2 separate regions of the Mus musculus genome follow, and region 2 is linked to region 1. A link is a contact called in public Hi-C data. All regions are on one chromosome and are shown on one strand. The core of a region is the stretch at or near the end of the contact, and the rest is flanking DNA. Distances in the headings are between cores, read along the strand shown. Region 1 holds the start of 1600019K03Rik (RIKEN cDNA 1600019K03 gene). Region 2 overlaps Pdia5 (protein disulfide isomerase associated 5).

What was found. Hi-C and Micro-C count contacts between places; a contact is called where the count stands out from the background.
Region 2: a Hi-C map of liver shows a contact between it and region 1, with 2.4 times the contacts expected there. The contact joins the enhancer-like site here to the promoter of 1600019K03Rik in region 1. A contact is called at or near these places in 1 of 39 promoter capture datasets (liver), 1 of 15 datasets of contacts at CTCF or cohesin (the NIH/3T3 cell line), 6 of 484 Hi-C or Micro-C datasets (all in liver), 5 of 115 datasets of contacts at active chromatin or transcription factors (bone marrow-derived macrophages, embryonic stem cells and liver) and 3 of 9 other capture datasets (adipose tissue, liver and pancreatic islet).

What each region holds. Positions count from the first base shown.
Region 1 is chr16:35,506,123-35,512,315 of GRCm38.p6, reverse strand. It overlaps 1600019K03Rik (RIKEN cDNA 1600019K03 gene), which reads left to right and starts at 2,897. Exons shown (of 3, transcript NR_040481.1): 1 at 2,897-3,013; 2 at 5,978-6,093.
Region 2 is chr16:35,455,335-35,461,994 of GRCm38.p6, reverse strand. Pdia5 (protein disulfide isomerase associated 5) reads left to right here. Exons shown (of 17, transcript NM_028295.1): 4 at 5,450-5,533; 5 at 5,854-5,899. Among named protein-coding and RNA genes, the nearest start is that of Pdia5, 32 kb to the left of the region's middle. Within about 2 kb of position 4,599, at least 8 of the 459 cell types and tissues checked have an H3K27ac peak or open chromatin away from gene starts, as enhancers often do. A contact at or near this core is called in liver and pancreatic islet, where this site is marked.

The DNA.
Region 1 (6,193 bases), core at 1,648-4,147:
TGAGCTCTTGCCCAATATGACTGGTGCCCCTATGAAAAGGGGACATCTGGACCCTGAAACAGACACAGAAGGAAACAGCACTGCTGCCATCTTGACTGCAGATGGCTGGTCTCAAGAACTGTGACATGGTGAGTTTATATCCTTAGCCGCCCAGTCTGTGGTATTTTGCTATAGAAATCCTAAGAAATGAATAGGTCTTCTCTGGAAGCATGTGGTTCAAGAAATGCAACTCTCGGGAGCTGGATAGATAGTTTGGTGATTAAGAGTATTGGCTGCTTTCCCATAGGACCTGGGATCAATTCCCAGCACCTACATGGTGGCTCACAAGCATCTGTAACCCCAGTTCTGGGGAATCTGTTTACTGATGCTAAAGGTCCTTGCCCCCAATTGGTTTTTGGTCTATCAATAAAGATGCCAGTAGCTAATGACTGGGCAGAAAGAAAGAGGCGGGACTTCCAGGTTCCTGCAGGCTAGGGAGAGGAGAAGAGTTGAGATACCTGGGGGAGAGACATGGAACAGACTCAGAGTGACAGGGAGATCTTCCAAAATGTAGGCGAGGAAAGTGGCCCAAAAGTGACTTGGGCAGCAAGACCAATGGGCTTCACAGAAGGTAACCAGGCAACTAAGTTTCGGGCAGATTTAGTGTTGAGCTAGGAGTGAAGGTAAGGCCGTGTTAGCCGCAGAAGGCTTAGAAGAGCCCAGCCACAGAGCCAATAAGCTAGTTAAAAGTGGGCTAATGTATGTATGTGTCTTTTATCCGCTGATCTGAGATAGCTCTTGGGCAGGTGCGTGCATGGGACCAGCCAAAACCACAAAACAGTATAGACAAAACTACATTCTACAGCATACGATTAATAATAATAATATTAGTAAGTGCTTCTTTCCTCTCTCTTCCTGCCCTCCATGGACCTTATCATCACCGTTATTGTGTTTGTCACTGGTATGCTTCATGGACCTTTCTTTGTGTCAGACGCCATACTAAACTCTCTAAATGTAATCTTTCTAATAATCCATGAAGTGGATCCTGTTTGTCCCTCCTTTACAGGCAGAGAACTGTAGACTTGGTGCCCATAGTCACATAGCCAATGAGCAATAGAGCCCAGATTTAGACCCAGCCAGTCTGTCTAGAGCTGGAGTGCCACGAGCCACTCTGTGACAGTCCTCCCACCTGCAGAGGACTGAAGACAGGTCCCAAGCCCTATCAATTAGAGCTGTGCCCCAGGATATATTAAATATGAATTTGGAGGCCAAGGAGATTGCCCAGCCCAGTGACCTGAGTTCCATCCTTAGGATTTACATACACAGTGGAAGGAATTTGTCTTCTGATTTCATACTTATGCTCCTCCAAATAAATAAGTAAAATATGGAAACAAAATTCAGAATACGAATCTGAGAGAAAAGAGGCTATCTTCTCAGCTGGCCATGTTTATCAGGCAGCCTTTGGCACGTAGGAGGGACAGATCTAGTTAGAGAAAGAATAGCCATAGAAGAGCGATGGAGAGATGAATGACGTCCAGTCCCTGTTACCTCCCAATCAGGAGAGTTTATCTCAACCCACCTGTCCCAAAGCTTGTTTGTAAGAACACACAGGTCACTTTCCTTGGCTTCCCATCATTTACAGAGAGATAATTCCCGACTAGAACACATGTGTACATGTTACATATGAACCGGGACTGGAGGGCTCCAGCCCCATTTGAAGGACTTTCCTGAGTGGTCATGTGGTCACTTCTCAGGCTTTGTAAGAAGTGATCTCTCTGCAAGAGACTGAGTACCAGAAAGTTCTGGGTCTGCAATGGCAGATGCAGGGAATAAGTTTGAACAGAATAGGAGAGAGAGAGACAGAGAAAGAGATAGATAGATAGATAGATAGATAGATAGATAGATAGATAGATAGATAGATAGACAGACAGACAGAGACAGAGACAGAAACAGAGACAGAGAGTTCACTGTGGAGTCTAAGAGCTCTGGGTCCTAAGGCTTGGCTGCTTTTCTGCCTTTGAATCCCAGGAGCATGCAACCTACTCCTCCTTTTCAGTTTAAATTGTCACAAGTTGGTCTCAATAAGTTGCATGCAAAGAATCATAAATAATATATGTGCAGTGGGAACCCAATAACTGTTGGATATAATGGAAGATTCTTGAGAGAGGCAGTAATTGGGATGGAGACTATAGCTCAAGAATGCTGCTCAGAAGTCTGCATGGAGGGGAGAGTAACTGAGGGAGCACCCAAAGGGGTCACCAGAACAAAGAGCCACCCACAGAGGTCGGGATTAGAGGTGACAGAGCCCTTAGGACTGGGAAGGGAAGTGGGAGTTCCTGAGCACAGAGGCTCTGCAGTTGAGGAGAGTGGGATGTCAGAGATGCCTAGGAATCTGAGCCTGCTTTCCAGAAGGATGAGACCATTAATAGATGGAGAAAAGTCTGCAGAGATGCTAGCTGAGGCCTCAGTGACAGAGCTAATTAGAGTGGCTGAGCAGAAAGGAATGTGGCCCTGTGTTCCAGACAGGAAATGTAGGAAGCCTCATGACTGAGAACTGGAGCCTCAGAGGTCAAGGCAGCTCTGGAAAAGCTTAAAGGAAGACACGGTGAGAGGCAGGCAGTTTAATCTAGGAAGTGAGAGAATGAATTAATTACCTGAGGAGAGACAGAGCAGTCGTTCCTGGGAGACAGAACCGCAGGGTGTGCATTACAGAGGAAATGGAGACCTTCCCCAAGGCAATTATGGGGAACGGTGCTCAGGACAGCAGACAGACCAAGAAAGGACAGGTCTCAGAGGACCGAGACCAGGTGATTCAGCTCACTGAGATTATGAGAAACCCCAAGGGAGCAGTGAGTCGATGATGAGGGAGGGCAGATGGCAAGGTCTCCGGAGAGGAGCAGGAAGAGATGTACTGCAGAACAGGCTGCGAGAGAGTGGCGAGGACACCTTTACAGCTGAGGACAGATCTAGAAAGGTGAAGCCTCCAGAGATGGAGGGATCGTAAGAAGCCTGGACTGTCCTACCTGACTCAGGGGTGAGAGATGGGGACCTGGGTGGGACCTGAGGCCTGCAGCAGCCACAGCAGCAGAGAGACGCGATGACAAGAAGGGAAGGGTTGTAAATAGCAGAGAACATCTCTAACTCCAGCAAACTTCAGCAGAGAAGGAATTCCCTGGGAAGCTCTCAGGGGCTCCTAGAATCCAGAAGTATGTTAACTATGTGTGCTCCTTAGCAAAGTAGCCCAACATTATGAGGGTAGACATAACATATTTGTAATTCACAGTTTCTGCAAATTAGCTGTGTGGTTCTGGTTTGAGGGTTCTTTTTAGGGCTCTCGAGGTGTTGGGTAGTTTTGACCTTCTGAAGTTTGGGGCTGGAGGAGCATTTTGAAGATGGCATATTTACTTGGGATTAGCACAACACCCCATTAGTCCATTGACAGCGGACAACGGGTTTCATTCTCTTATAGATGAATCTTATTGCAACCCCGTGGAGCTCTCAGGGCATAGCAGTTGGCTTTCTGCAGAGGAAACAGTCCCAAGGGAATAGGGGGATGGGGAAGAAAGAGCAGTGTCTGCTAGCATCTAGTCTCTCAAGTCACACACCAGTGCGTCACTGTATTCCACATGAAAATGAGTCATGAGTCTAGCTCATTTTGATGGAAAGGGCGAGTTAAGTCTCACCCCCTTGATGATGATGTATATTTGTGTGCACGTTCTGGAAATTAAAAACATCACAGGAAAGTTGGAGATTTGAAGTCTTTAAAAATTAGACAGGAAGTTGCATGGCTACCTCTCCAGTCAAGGTCACACCAAAAATAAAATAAAATAAAATAAAATAAAATAAAATAAAATAAAATAAAATAAAATAAAATACCTGGGTAAGCAGGACATTGAAGTCTCTGCTGCCCAGACATGAAATCTGAACGCAAACGTTCTCTATGTCATGTCACCCTTGTTCAAAGGACAAAGTCACCAACCCCAGAGGCTGATTAGTTGAGGAGTTTGTGTCACTATGTCTCAGTGACGTTTGAGACTTTCCCAAATATAAGGCAAGATCTTGACTAATACCAAAGCCTACATAGTTCAACTAACATACATGTGTGTGTATGCACATGCGTGTGCATGTACACACATATACAGACACAGACATGCACACATGTAATTGCTGATCTCTCAAACACACATGCACACACGCTCGCACGCACGCATTCATGCACATACACACCAAGAGCATTCCCACACCAGAGGGCTCTTGTCTTTTACATTTCCAACTGGGTGTCTATAACAGTTCAATGTCATTGACTTTGGGGGTTAGTGTGGACCCTATGGGTTGAGTGGCCACACCATGCTCGTCAGCACAGAAGAGAGAAACACAAAGTGCCAGGAGACTCATAAGTATCTGTACAAGACATAAGTGATTCAGAGGCCAAAGGACTGCCTTCCATCTCTGAAAGACCCCAGGAGCCCGTTTCTGAAGGTGCGAAGGCTTTCCTGAGGTATTAGGGGGAGGGGGAGGGGGGGACACCACGGACACGGGGCAGGGGGCGGGGGCAGGGTGTTGGGTTTCACAACACCGCTAGGATGAGATTTTGAGTCATTTAAATGTAACTGTAATAGAAGAGCTACCCTATAGGTGGAAGATAGCTAGATAGCCCAGATTCTGAGACATGGCTTTAAATACACACCTTAAAGTCTTTAGTAAGGTGAACATTATTACTACGGCGGAAAACAGTGTCTTCTAAGGTCAATTCTAGATTTAGTTTTAGCAAGACTGCGTGTTTTTTGTTTTTGTTTTTGTTTTTTTAATGAGCTAGATAGAGCCAGAGGCCTTACAGGTAAAGCCACCAGAGAGGGAAAAAGAAAAAGGGAAGGAATACAGATGCATTGTGGAAATAGCTCACAAGACAGATGCAATCAGGAGGAAGCCAGATGCAATTACGTCCTCAGGTGCTCAGTGTCACCTGGGGGCTAGACTTCTAATAGTCCCATATCCCCCGCTCAAGCGTGATGACTGAATAGGGTTTGGGGGAACTCTAGGCACATAAGGAGACCATTTTCTAACTAAAAGCTAAAGAAGGTGCCCAGGAGGTAATACCGCTTTAAGCAGGCTCCTAGCACAATGGTTCTTAGCGTATGAATCGTGACCCATACAGGGGTTGAATAGCAGATATCCTGCATATCAGGTATTTACACTACAATTCATATCAGTAGCAAAATTACAGTTATGAAGTAGCAACAAAAATAATTTTATGGTTGGTGGTGGGCAGGGTCACCACAACACCAGGAGCTGTATTAAAGAGTGGCAGTCTTAGGAAGGCTAAAAGCCACTGTCCTAGCAGGAGACAAGATGAGTGGGTGGAGGGGAAGGCAAGGCCAGGAGAGGTCAAGGGCAGAAAGGACAGTTCTTAACTGCACTTGCCAACTTGAGCACTAGGCCCTGTAATGTGATGTCTCCTTAATGGAATGTCAGATGGATGCCCTGCAAATGGTCTATGATGAATGTCCAATCAATGTCCGATAGTGAATTCCTAATTACTCAATACCCAGTCATGCTGTCCTCAGGCCCACTGAAGCAAGGTGCAGAGAAGGAGGCCCTGAGGTGTCCTCCTGCACCCTGGTGTTTGGAAGGACTTGTCAGGATCTTCTTTTGGTCAGAAGCTTGCTTGGTCACTTTGCTCTGCGGTTTGTCTATAATGCCGAGAGAGTTTCCTTTGTGCACTGACAAACACATTTGTTACAGTGTATTCCAAACACTTGATCATCTCCAACCATGCCCTAGGCCTTGGGCTGGAGGGGGTGGGTGGGAAGATAGTTGGAATCAGCTAGATTCTGTCTTTGTCTTGAGACTCTTTGTCTCACTGTCTCTCTGTCTCTGTCTCTGTCTCTCTCTCTGTTGGGATTCAGGGACTAGAAGACTGAGACACTGGACAAGTTAGAAAAATGTAATACACTGTGAAAAAGAACTAGTAAACAGTAGTGTCACCTATGTGATGCAGGTAGATGCCCTGACTGTGCAGTCTCATGCACTCTTCAGCACGACCCCGGGAACATTCCTATCTCATCTGCAGAAGGAGGAGATGGACTTGTGGCACCTCTCTGGGTCATCTGGACAGTAAGTGGCAGAGCCTGCCCCATGCCCATGTCCTTCGAAGGACGCAGGCTTTTGTTTCCAAAATTACTTTGTCACCTGGAGAAAAAACAAATTATAAAGA
Region 2 (6,660 bases), core at 3,350-5,849, 52 kb after region 1:
GTGGAGTGGATTTTGTACAACTGCAGAGCAGGGGACCTGGCTTTTGAGTTCCACTGTGGAACCTCTGCAGATCACCAACTATTTCTGGACCACGTTATAACCGTCCGTGAAATACACAATAGGAGCTTTCAAATCGTTCTCATCCCAGAATCATCTGGTTCGGAAAGTGCCCAAAGCTGCCAGCTTGGTGTGCTTAGCTCTCTGGTGAGCATGTGCCTTCCAGTGCCAGAGTCTGCTCTGTGGAGCCTCCTCTCATTCTGACTCTCCTCTCCTCTCTGATGTGCTGAGGTGCTGTCTGTCCTCTGTCCCCTTCTTTCTCTTCCTTTGCACTTTACTCCCAGAGAGGAGCAGAGTCTCTGCTACTCCCGTTCTTTGGGCCTCTTCTCTCCTTCCAAAGATAATTCTGTAACTCTGATTTTTCCGACTCTTCCTTTGCCCTTCACACACACACACACACACACACACACACACACACACACACACACGCATGCACATGTGCCAATGCTCACGTACTCCTCTGTTGACGTTTCTCCTCGTCCCTGGCCATTACTTGAGTGCATGGATCTGGTCTATGGATTTGTCGCTTCTTCCTTCCCCCTCTCCCTTCCAGCTCCGACCTCCACAGTGGGTAGGCCACAGGTGAGGGTGTTGGTAGCTCCCCGGTGCTCTGGGGCCTGGTGTGACACTGATGGGGCCTTGTGTGGAACTGCCATCTAGGAGGCTGAACTGAAGCCAGCAACAGACACTAGGCCTGGTATGTTAGTTCCATGGTCAGGCTTTCGCCTCACCTGCTGCCTGCTTCTTTCCCTGGAGTCTTCGGCCACTGCCTAACCAAACTCCCTTACTTCCCCTTTCCCGTCTGCCTGATTTCCCTGAAGCAGTCCCCACATGCAAGGTTGCGGGCCTGCCAGGGCAGGTGGGATGTATTTGGAAGTCTTACATTTTCTTCTAAGAATTATTTAAAATTTGCATTTCCACCTTCTTGCCTAAGCAGGGCAAATGTTACTTCCCATGGGAGAAAATAGACTCCCGTAAGAAGTGTCATGCTTGTTGTGTGGCTGCAGGTATCTTCTGGCATATGGTGTGCTTTTGGGAAGTAAGTTCTGAGGAGCGAAACCTTAGACTAGTGGTTACCTAATGCTGTGACCCTTTAATGCAGATCCTCATGTCGTGGCGACCCCCCAACCATAAAATTATTTTTATAGTTACTTCATAACTGTATGTTTGCTACTGTTATGAATTGTAATGTAAATATCTGATGTGTAGGATGTCTGATATGTGACCCTCAGGGTGAGAACCACTGGCTTAGACACTGGTCTGTACAGATGGAGAGGGGGCCCTGGACCACTTGGGAGGAGAAGCCACAGTCCTCTCACTGTGTGTTCTTAGTGCAGCATCAATCCTAGCTTCTTGGAGAAGTAGGCACCAAAGAGACCAGCCAGTCAGGATTGTTCTTGATTGTCATGGGAGAGTTCTCTGTCCTACCTAGGTCAACTGCTCTGCAGCTGTCCCCTTATTGTCCCGGAGCCACACCTTGTCCTTGCTTGGCATCTGGCAGTCACTCTCATCTAATCCTACCTTTTGCAGCTTCATTGCAGGTCCTGCCTGCTACTGGTGGAGCCAGATCTAGAGCCGGCACAGTTCGGCAGCTAGCTGATAGGCCATCTCTTAAGACAGGTTCAGGCCACAGATTTGGAAAGATCCATTAATGCCCCCTCTTAGCCCCCAGTACTTTCTCTCTCCTTACTCTTACCCCACCTGCTGCTCCTGAGTCTGACTGCCCAGCTTAAGCCATCTAATCAACATGGCTCCCCATACCTGCAGCAGCCACCCAGACTAGCAGCCCCCCTCCCCCACCTGTACATGTCTCTTGGGGTGTAGGATGTGGGATGAGGGTGTACATAGGCCTCTGTGATCTGTCCCTCATTCTTTGTAGGGAAGGTGGAGAGCCAAACGAAGTAGAAAGGGATGGTGTGTGGCCTTGATGATGTGGCCTCCCTATAGGTTGGTAGCTGGTTCCTGCCAGCCAGAGGAGAGTTGGGCTCAGAGCCTGGCTCTCTGGGACTTCAGGCAAAGTAGCTCGTTCCTCTGCCTTTGTCTTCTTTCCCCATAGAGCCTCCGTCACTCTGCAGGAGGGAGGGAGGGAGGCAGTGGATCAATTAATTGTTCTTAATCTCTCAAGGCAGATCCTTTTAAGTCCCTCACGTGGGTAATTTTCTTCCCTTCCTGAACTCTTATGACTTCTACTGTCTGAGCTGCACAATTAGTACACGCTCACGTGCATAGTTAGACACTCTTAAGAGACGGGCTTGTCGGGGAGAGGGCAGAGAACTGAGCCCCCCCTCCTACCTCAGGATTTGTCACCTGGCAGAGTTCCTGGTGCCCAAGAAGCCAGAAGTTCATTTAGGGCCTTGTCCAAGCAGCTCCAAGATAGCATCTTTTAGTCATCTCTCATTCCAGTTGGGATGCCACCATGTGCCAACTGCTCTGGTAACCCTGAGGAGCAGCTGTGAGTGAAGGCAAGGCCTTGCCTTGGGGGGCAAACCTTTCTGAGGGGGAGCCACAGAGACAAGTGGTCAGACGTTATTAGTGCTGTGGAGAGAGCCAAAGGCGACCTGCTGCTCATTTCCCCAGCACCCCATTTGTCATCTCAGGGCCATGGCTCCAGATCTGAACCCACATGTACAGGTGGGGGAGGGGGGCTGCTAGTCTGGGTGGCTGCTGCAGGTATGGGGAGCCATGTTGATTAGATGGCTTAAGCTGGGCAGTCAGACTCAGGAGCAGCAGGTGGGGTAAGAGTAAGGAGAGAGAAAGTACTGGGGGCTAAGAGGGGGCATTAATGGATCTTTCCAAATCTGTGGCCTGAACCTGTCTTAAGAGATGGCCTATCAGCTAGCTGCCGAACTGTACCGGCTCTAGATCTGGCTCCACCAGTAGCAGGCAGGACCTGCAATGAAGCTGCAAAAGGTAGGATTAGATGAGAGTGACTGCCAGATGCCAAGCAAGGACAAGGTGTGGCTCCGGGACAATAAGGGGACAGCTGCAGAGCAGTTGACCTAGGTAGGACAGAGAACTCTCCCATGACAATCAAGAACAATCCTGACTGGCTGGTCTCTTTGGTGCCTACTTCTCCAAGAAGCTAGGATTGATGCTGCACTAAGAACACACAGTGAGAGGACTGTGGCTTCTCCCATGGTGCCTGGTGTGAAGCTTTCCCCCCAAGTGGCTTTTGAGCCTTCAGCTCTGGGTCTCTTCCATGGCCTACGTTTTAGCAGAATACACAAGGACTTGGAGGTGAGCTGACCCGTGACCTGGGGCCTATCCTTCCTTCCTATCCTTTTTGAAGATTGCAGGCCCTGCTGACTGTCAGGCTGGGACTGGGGCTTGAGGAGGTCACATGGCAGCCAAAGCACGGTTTGTTGGTCCCACCTGGTGATGGGAGAGTGATCAAAGAAATGGTCGGACAGAGCTGAACACAGCCAACCGGATAGACGGATGGGTGAGCAGTGTCAGGGATGGTCTTAAGTATCCCAAGCACGGCACTCTCTCCCAGGAACTTAGTTCAGCACAGGGAAAGCTGCCTTGTTTGCTGCTGTTTGGCACACAGGCCTCGTCAGTTCCGCTTCGCAGTCGACTCCCCCAAAGGCCAGGGTAAACCCAGAGCAAGAAGGCTGCTGTCAGAGAGGTGTGCCGAGCATACTCAAGGCTTTAGGGTGAGAGGGTCTAGGCCAGATGCCGTGGGTTGCCTTCTGATGCGTTGTGCCATCCAGTCCTGCTCTCCTCTGCCCCAGACTAATTTCTCGTAACACTCCCTGTTTCAAGTCCTTTGCCAGCTATGTCCCCCATGATGATATTGTTACCTGTCCTTCCTTTGTGAGGGGAGGCAGCGTGACATCTCCATCCACCTCTACCTCCTGATTTTTCCAGATATATTTTCTCTCTCTCTCTCTCTCTCTTTTATGTTTTTAGAGACTCATTCTGTAGACCAGGCTGGGCTTGAATTTAGAAATCCTGCCTCTGCCTCCTCAATGCTGGGACTAAAGGTGTGAGCCACCACCACCCAGACAGACTTGTTTTCTTAACCCGGAAATCTCTCCCTCTTACATCGGCACCTGCAGTTTTGCTTGTCTGCTGAAGATATTGCTTGGAGAATTGAGCTGGGTGGTTTAATGAGCCCATCTGTTCTGGAGCTCCTGCCCAGCTGTGGGAAGCTGGTGTGCCTGTGTGTGGAAATGGGCTGTGCCGACAGGTGGCAAAGGAAGTAACTTCCCACAGGTACCTGCCAGACCCGGCACCACGGTTTCCCTGGAGACTGTTGCCGTGTGGTCACGGATCCAGCAGATGTCTGATGGCCAGGCTGTTCTCACTGATCCCGTTCAGATCTGGAGCCATGGCCCTGAGATGACAAATGGGGTGCTGGGGAAATGAGCAGCAGGTCGCCTTTGGCTGGTTGCAGGGAAAGCAGGGAGTCTCCAAGTGCCTGGGACAGGGAGGCGAGAGGAAGAAGGACCAGTGCTGGCCAGTGCTACCGCTTGGTCCTTCCCACACTCCAGCACATAGCTGGATTGCCCAGGAGTAGTGTTAGGACACATTTGCTCAAGTAGCCAAGAGTCTTTCATGGAGCAGGCAGGCTCGCTGGGGCCTTGGCATGTCTAATGAGTTCCCGGGTAGTGCTGGTTCAGGGAACACACCTGAAGACTTTATTGGCCTCTCTGGAAGGATGCCACAGTTAGATCAGGTCATGTATGAGTGCTTCCTGGACATCGACGGGCACCTGGGAGGCACTGCTTGCCAGAAGGATCCCTGTAGATTCTCAGACACCACAGGAGAGGCTCCTGCAACCGAAGCACTGCTCTTCTTCCCGGCTTATAACAGATTTCAGCAATCCTCCAACATAGCAGGACATTTCCCTTTCCCAGACAGATGGCCCGTAGCAGGTGGCACATGTTCAGAGCCTCAGAAACAAAATCTTGCTCAGGCACCATGTCCACAGATCTGGAAGCAGAAGCTCAGAGTGTTTTAAACTTCCCCAAGTGATAGACCATGGCGTAGAGGGACTAACCCCACCACCCCCAATAGTCTTGAACTCCTGGGCTCAAGCAATTCTCCTGCCTCAGCTTCCTGATCAACTGGGACTAGGGTTCCTGGCTTGAGGTTTATATTTCTCACTCCAGTGAGCTCCCTACCCCCGAGTCTCCCGGCTTTTCCCTGACTGGACCCATCCTTGAGGCAGCACATCCTCTCCCTGTCTGCTCACTTCCTCTCCTGACCAGCACAGACTGTGTCAGTCAGTTATTCTCCCTCCGAGCCACACCCTCCTCTTGGACTTCTTCTGGTCCGAGAATTCCAGGTCTTCTGCCCTGTTTTTCCGTCTCCATCGGATTCTGTTGTCAACACCTATGGGCCGACTTCAGGTAACAAATGTTCCCCCAACATTTCTGTCTTTCAGTGACGCAGAGAGTAGAAAATTGTGCAAGAAGATGAAAGTTGACCTCAGCCCAAAGGACAAAAAGATTGAATTATTCCATTACCAGTAAGTACACGTGGGCTTTTCCAATCTCGGAGTGAGTGCTGAGAGCTTTTATTGGTAGTTTCAGTGGACAGCAGATTCTAGGTAAATTTAGATCATTTCAGAATGATTCCCCCCTCCTCCCGGTACTTACCATTATTTCTTAGAAAGAAAGATAGACACAGAGACATAGAGAGCAACACACACACACACACACACACACACACACACACACACACAGAGAGAGAGAGAGAGAGAGAGAGAGAGAGAGAGAGAGAATGAATTCTGAACAGTGGCTGTGAGCTGAAACACACTGTTGATGCCTCTTCTCCCTTATTTGACAGGGACGGCGCCTTTCACATGCAGTATGACCGAGCTGTGACGTTGAAGGTGAATTTGCCTCTCTTCTCAGTAGGGTGGAGCCTGAATGGACACCAGAAGCTTGGCAGGTCTCCCTGAAAGGAGAAAGGGCAGGTTGCACAAGGACTCTCTCTTCCTGACCTCCCGAGGGTTCTTCTCGTTAACACTGATCGATGTTAGCAGAGGATCCGGCCAGGTTTAGAGCTGTTGACCCAAGGCCTTGTTAGTGAATGTCTAGGAGCGGTCTGTCGAGGCAGGTGACATCATGCTTCTCCCCTCCACAGACCTGGGTCTCCTTTTGCTTCAAAACCATCTTCTCACTATGAGGGTACCCACAGTGGCTACCCATAGACTGACGGGCACACCCTGTCCAGGAAAGCATGGGGGCCCATTGGCACCTTCAAGCTGAGGTGGCTTGTTCTAGATGGGATGTGGAAGTTACCTAATGTCCCTGCCACTGTTCAATCTGTAAGCAGGTGGAAAGCCTACATAAAGAGTTCCACACCTGCAGGTACCACATAGCTGTCCCAGAGGAGCTGTCTTTCCACTGCCTTGAACATTGCTTTAGCTTCAGCATCTTCTGCTGCAAACCAGTATGCTACTTCTGGTCCAAGGTCTCTGCCTACCTTGGCTGGAGCCATGGATTTCATCTGGTTCTAACCTGAGCTTAACTCAGGTTCTCTAAGTCCCCCTCTTCTCAGGCAGGGGTTGATCTCTGAGCTCCTGTCTCTGTCTGTTCTCTGCACACTGGGGAATGAACCTGGGGTCTCATGCCTAGTAGGTATTCTCCC